Regions from separate parts of the Gossypium arboreum genome. Here region 2 is linked to region 1. Evidence: chromatin contacts called from public Hi-C data. All regions are on one chromosome and are shown on one strand. The core of a region is the stretch at or near the end of the contact, and the rest is flanking DNA. Distances in the headings are between cores, read along the strand shown.

Region 1 (3,153 bases), core at 488-2,987:
GATGCATTTGTTAATTTTATTATTATTTTAAAGACATTTGCTCGTTAAGTTGTATTTGTCTTTGTGTTATTTAAGTATACATATTGTTTAAAATTTATTTTCAATTTATTAGAAAATATTTATTTTGATATTTTAGTATTTTTAATGTATTATATATATTTAAAAATTATATAAAAATAATATAAAAAATTAATACGGACAGGCCTAATCAGGTTTAGGTTTCAACATTTTTATCCATACCGAGCTTGAACAAAATTTTTAATTGAGCCCAGCTCGGAGCCGAGGCCCGTTTAAAAAGTTGTGATTTTGTTTTACATTTCATTCCCCCTTTTTGTTTCTAAGAAGAAAAAGAAAACCTAAGCTTTCTCAAGGTCGTGGTCAGGTCACCACTGTGCCAACGTCTTCTCTGGCGAAGCAGCACACTAAAACATGCCATTTTCTTCATTCGGATTAGACTTGTGAAGAAAGCCTCATATGTCATGAAATCGAAATCGAAATCCCCAACTATCGTAGATTTGATCTATGTGGTCGACCAATAGATAAAATTGGAAAATCTGACAACTGTTTCTCCTCACCCTGATTTCGGTTCTCACTGTTGAAATTTCAAAATGAAGCCTCAATGCTGATAGAATCAGAAAGGGCAGAAATGAAAAGCTTGGACTGTTGGAGTTCCAAATTGATTGTTTTTCAAGGTTTGAGTATAAAAATTTTGAAATTTTAAACGAGTACGGTAGTTTTAGGACCTTCATGTTTTTTTTCCTTGGGATCTAGCATCAACCATTTTTTCTTTTATAAAGAGAGAATGAAACCAACAAATGAAACATGAAAACGGTAAGGGTAAAATTTGCAACCAAAGCTTAAGTGAAATTCAAAACTTTGATTGTGTGTGTAATATTAAAAATGAGAAAGGATTGTATGAAACATCTGTATCCATTTCTAATAATTTTATGTCATATCAGATTTTATCTTAAATTTTAAGATTTTATCCTTAAAAAAATCAAATCTAAATTAAAAATTAAAATACTAAAATTTAAGATAAAATCTTAAAATACAAGATAAGAATACTAATGTGACATAAAACTATTAGAAATGAATACGATGACATAACATTATCTTGTTTCATACAATCTTTTCTCTATTAAAATACCAAAATTGTGCAAGTTAGACAGCTAGCTATAGAAATTTAGAATTGAGTCATTTAAAATTTTATTACAAATATTAGTATGGATCCAATAGAAATGATTGGTATTGCATTAAAAATTTTAGTACCCATTAGATATTTGATTTTGTTAAATCGCCTCTTATTTTAGAGCCCACAACAGAACTACCACGCGAAAACAAAACAACCTCCTCTTCACCTATTCACTTAATTATATTTTTTCTCTCTTCTTTAATTTAAAGAAAATGAATAAGTTTGTAATTATAATAATTGCCCAGATTATAAAAACAAATTACATAAAAGTTAAAATATAAAAATTAACCAACTAAAACTACAATTGAATATATTTTCGGTTAAATATAATTAACGATAATGTTGTTTTGGTAGAGCATATCTGTCAAATCCATATAGATTAGAAATAAAAATTCAAATATGAATAGTAAAGTTCGGCTCAAGTAGGATTAAGGTAGCGTACAAAAATGCCTTGAACGAGGGAACGTGCAAAGGACAACTGATGTTGGAATTGGATACCAAAGACAAGGAGGGACGTCACGGCAGTCTCATCAGTGCCCTCCAGCTCCCCTCATCAAAAAAGCTTACTCCAATTTAAGGAAGAGCTCAGGCCCCACTGCACTACTAGGGATAACTCAAACTGTCTATTATCTTTCCATGCCTTGATTGATTGTGTAAGTTCTTAGGTTGGAAAGGTGATGGGAAACAGACATTTCCTCGATAAAATTCAATAATTATACGGTAGGATGGGAAGGAACACATACATTGCAAAGAATGGAAAAGTAAATAAACAAATAAAAAGTACTTGCCTGCCTTGCTTTACATGCTGTCTTCTTTCGCTTCAATCCGCCCAGTTTTAGCATCGGCAAATGTCACTGCTGCATTTTTTTTTCGGGGTGTCGAGACTCAAATGTCGTGAATTAGACGAGTAATTCTGATCTTAGACCTAAAACCTGATTCTATTAATTTAACTCAAATTCAACCAAATTTGGCTTGATAAAACTCATACCGACTCAAACTCAAACCAACTCAACTTGATTTGGCTATATAAAATTGACAAACCCCAAACCCAAATCGACTTGCTTTAAAATGACCTAAACACAAAACTAACTCGAATATGAAATAATTCAAACCTAAAATCACTAGAACCCAAATCAGTCATCCAAATTAAAATCAGAAATCATAATAACCCAAAACTATTTTGAACCCGAAAAGACTTCAAAATGATCCAAAATTTTAAAAATGAAATATACATGAATATATATATATATATATATGAGAAACTATAAGGTTTTTTTATATATAAATAAAGTGGAATGCTATGAAAAAGCGTTCGAGTACCCCTGATTCATCACAATATCTTTGTTTTGACTTTGAAATGTGGAAAGGAACTCAAATCAAGTATAACATTATTTAACCTAGAACTGCTTGTATATGTACGAATGATAAACATCTCCTAAAGGCAGCGCTAATCATTTGCAACCATAACATCTAATGGAGAACTGCTCTCCAATTTCTTAATGCATAACTTATCTTGGGGGGGAAGGTCCTTCACCGACGGCAAGGACTCCACATCAACAATGATCGAGTCTTCCTCCTTGAAATCTCCTCTCATCACTCCCATTGCAACTTCGTTCTCCACTAATTGTTGTATCACCCTCTTAACTGGCCTTGCTCCAAAGTTAGGGTCAAATCCCAGTGTCCCCAGAAGTTCAACAGCTTCCTTTGTGTAGCGCAGATAGATTTTCTTCTGTCGCAGTCTATCTTTTAACCGCACCATCTGGAAACAAGGGAGATAATAAACCTCTTTAATCCTTAACTGTATCTACCTTGAGTAAATAACATACAATAACAGTATAACCAATTCATTGATATTAACTTCCCTCCTCTTCGAGAATTTTTCTAGCAAGTGCTTTTGGGGCAAGCTCTGATTGATATGCACGTAAAGTCGGTTCAGTTAGATCAGTTAAAATATAATGTTG
Region 2 (3,312 bases), core at 784-3,283, 50 kb before region 1:
GTAGAACACAAAGGATATTAAACTATTAGAGTACCTAAAATATTAAGACAATCAGTCAGTTGTAGCATGATTCACTAACATGCACTAGTGTAAGGTAGAGCACAAAGGATATTAAACTATTAGAGCACCAAAAATATTAAGACAATCAGTCAGTTGTAGCATGATTCACTAGTCACAAAACATCCATACATCAATAAGGCTCAATGAAAAGATACAGACTTTAAACAAAATATAGCTGCAATATTACACTTCGTGATGAATATAACTACACTAAAGAAGTATCACCTAATCAAATAGGGAGACAAAAACAGAAGATTTGAATATAAACCAAAGACATATTTACATGTCTGCACCTCCATAACTAGCTTGTAGTTCTGCTAAGACATAACCTCATATCCCTAAAGAATCATCATATACAGAAATTGATACATGGTCTTGCAGAAACTTACTCAAGAACAATTGTAAAACCCTAACAAACACTATACCTAATGAGATAGATCAAAAGAGGCATAGATCCTAAACAAACAATCTACCTAAGGATAATTTGCCTCTTTTTTTGCAGGTCCTCTTCAAAGTTTTTCTTCCTTGGAATCATGAATGCATGTGACCTTGTCTAAACAATGTATGGCACCAAAGTTTTTTCTGATTATCAGAATCCCAAAGTCTGCTTTAATGATGTTATCATTTGCAATTCTTTTAAGGGGCTGCATGTGTGATGGGGAGGGGAGGGCGGACAGACAATATATTTGCAACAAAGAATGTTCTGATTCATATCCATGTTTTATACAATGAAAACATAATCTAGCAAGCCCAGCAAACTCTTTCCTTAATAGGAAGGTTTTCGCACAATACCTACGTGTGCTTTCCATATTAGCTTTCATCGCTTTCAATGCCATCTCAAGTGGGTAAAAAAAATTTAACTTTGGTTGTAAAATTATAGTAACCAAACATAGCTAGTGCTTAATTAACTAAGAAATCGAGGATAAAATTTATTGTAATGGTTTCTCGGATTTCACAAAATTTAAGGCAGGTATGGGATTCCCTTTATGCCACATATAGACAAGAAAAGCGCGCGCGAGCACTTATTTTTGAATTTGAAAGAAACACAAAAGTTCAAAGGATTTTCATCATTTACTACTGTATAGAATTTGCATTCAAATAAATTTAACATGCTAGTATTCAAAATCTAGCACAGCAAACCCGTTAATGATATCAGTCATTTAGCAAATTTGCAAACATACACATCAATATATCTACACCAAAAAAAAAAAAAAAAGAACAGAGAAATCAAAAACAGTTTCCCAAGTTCAAAACGGTAATGCCAGAAGCAAAATTAAATAAGTGAAAACATGCAAAAGAAGAAAACTTTAGAACAAGAGGTAAAAGCAGATCACAATGGAGAAAAAGAACTAACTTTAATAGCAGATATTTAAAAGATATCACACCAAAGATAAAATTCAAACCGCATGCGTAATGAAATCACATAAATCAAAGTCTAATAATTAAAAAAACGAGCGAAGTATAAAACGTAATTAAAGCCTGAAGAAAAACAGTAATTAGGGCATACGTCGAGGAGAGGAATGAGCTCATCAACTGATGAAGGTGGTTCAACGAGCATGTTCCCAGCCTCCATTAATTGTAACTCCAGCTCTTTATCTGATGCCGCCATAGCCTTCTTTTTTTTTTTAAGAACAAAAACAATTATGTACCTAAATATACAGAAACAGATCCTTTAAAAAAAATCTAAAACCTAAGGCCTCGATTTCACACCATTCTGGAAACCTAAAAGAAACTCACGCGAAATAACACCAAACTATAAAGATTAAAGAGAGAAAAAGTGCATACACTCGAGCGAAAGTTAGGGTTTTTTCGTGCGAAAAATAGAGAAAGTGATGAGTGAGTTTTTTTTTTTTTTTTTTGAAATACTGTTTTAAAAATTATATTAAAAATATGTTTTACTTTTTTTCTGTAGGTGTGTGTGGGCTTTAAAAGGAAAATACAGCAAAGCTTTGCTCGGATTACGCCGTGGTTATGAAATGGAGTTAAATTACGGGCTTTAAGTCCACCGTTGGATTCTTAGGATGTGGACCTATTTGTGTTTATTTGACGGCTCGATTTTGTTGTTACCTTATTAGCTTTCCATTTATTATACTGAATTTGAAATTACGTTTTTGTAAACAAAAAATTGTAATTTTCGAAAGATAAAGATAATTAGTTTTACAAATAAAACTCATTATTAAACTTCAAAATATTAAATAGCAGATAAAAATAAAATAAACATTCATGTAAAACTATATATACCTAATAGAATTAATTCCAAAATTAAATAAAATTCATTCCAAAATTAAACTAAATTAAAATATATAAAAAATTTATTGTAATTAATAACGGTTCTTAATCTAATTTTAATATTATAAAGATGATGATGTGTGTTAGAACCCATCCGAATAAGGATGTATGGTAAGTTAGAAGGCTGCTTGAGGAGTAAACCCATTAACAACCAATCGGAAGGACATTCATATGTTTCACCTATTGCAACCATTCTGACAAGTATGAATCGTCCGTTGTTCAGGCCATCGAATTTTCATTAGGAACATGATGTTGTTGGTCATCAAATATTACGTGGGTTCAATTTGTAACATCTCCTAATCTCGAACCGTCGTCGGAACAGAGTTACGAGGTATTACTGAACGTATCAGACAACTTATGAATAATTCACAAATAAAATAACATTCATAGCATAATTTAATTACTAAATCCCTATACCGAACTCTCAAAGTTTAAAACATACATTTAAGTGAAACGACATTCGTTTAAATATTCCAAATTTTTATTTTTATTTTTACTTTTTTATTTTTTTATTTATTTTTTTTTGAAATGAATAAACTTTTTCATTATAATTCTTAAACTTACAATACTAATATTTTAAACCATTTATATTCAAAACATAATAACCTTTATACACATCCTAAGTACATGTCACATTACCAAAAGAAAATATACATCACCAAAAGTTTGTTTGAAGTCGGTCCGGCTTTGGATCTTTGGTTCATTTTGACTTCTACAACTGCATGACGGAAACAACCGTACGCTAAGTATGCATATACTCAGTGGTATCACTATAATTCAGTTTATAATTAAATACATTAAATCACACACATACTTTTACATTACAATTATCATCACTTAATGAACAATTCAATCTTTCATGTTATCATTCAATTATATATATATATATATATATATATATATATATACCATTCTTATTTCTTTATTTCAATTCTCAACTTTCACATGGGACATATCATTCAA

Evidence for each region. Hi-C and Micro-C count contacts between places; a contact is called where the count stands out from the background.
Region 2: a Hi-C map of leaf shows a contact between it and region 1, with 3 times the contacts expected there. The contact joins the promoter of LOC108485279 here to the enhancer-like site in region 1. A contact is called at or near these places in 2 of 5 Hi-C or Micro-C datasets (both in leaf).

What each region holds. Positions count from the first base shown.
Region 1 is chr6:99,688,690-99,691,842 of ASM2569848v2, reverse strand. LOC108486579 (chaperone protein ClpB3, mitochondrial) reads right to left here. Exons shown (of 10, transcript XM_017790702.2): 10 at 1,553-2,951. The coding sequence ends at 2,640. Among protein-coding and RNA genes, the nearest start is that of LOC108484241, 3.8 kb to the left of the region's middle. Within about 2 kb of position 1,737, at least 2 of the 2 cell types and tissues checked have an H3K27ac peak or open chromatin away from gene starts, as enhancers often do. A contact at or near this core is called in leaf, where this site is marked.
Region 2 is chr6:99,739,106-99,742,417 of ASM2569848v2, reverse strand. It overlaps LOC108485279 (sister chromatid cohesion protein PDS5 homolog C-like), which reads right to left and starts at 2,033. Exons shown (of 15, transcript XM_053029546.1): 1 at 1,846-2,033; 2 at 1,568-1,709. The coding sequence starts at 1,669.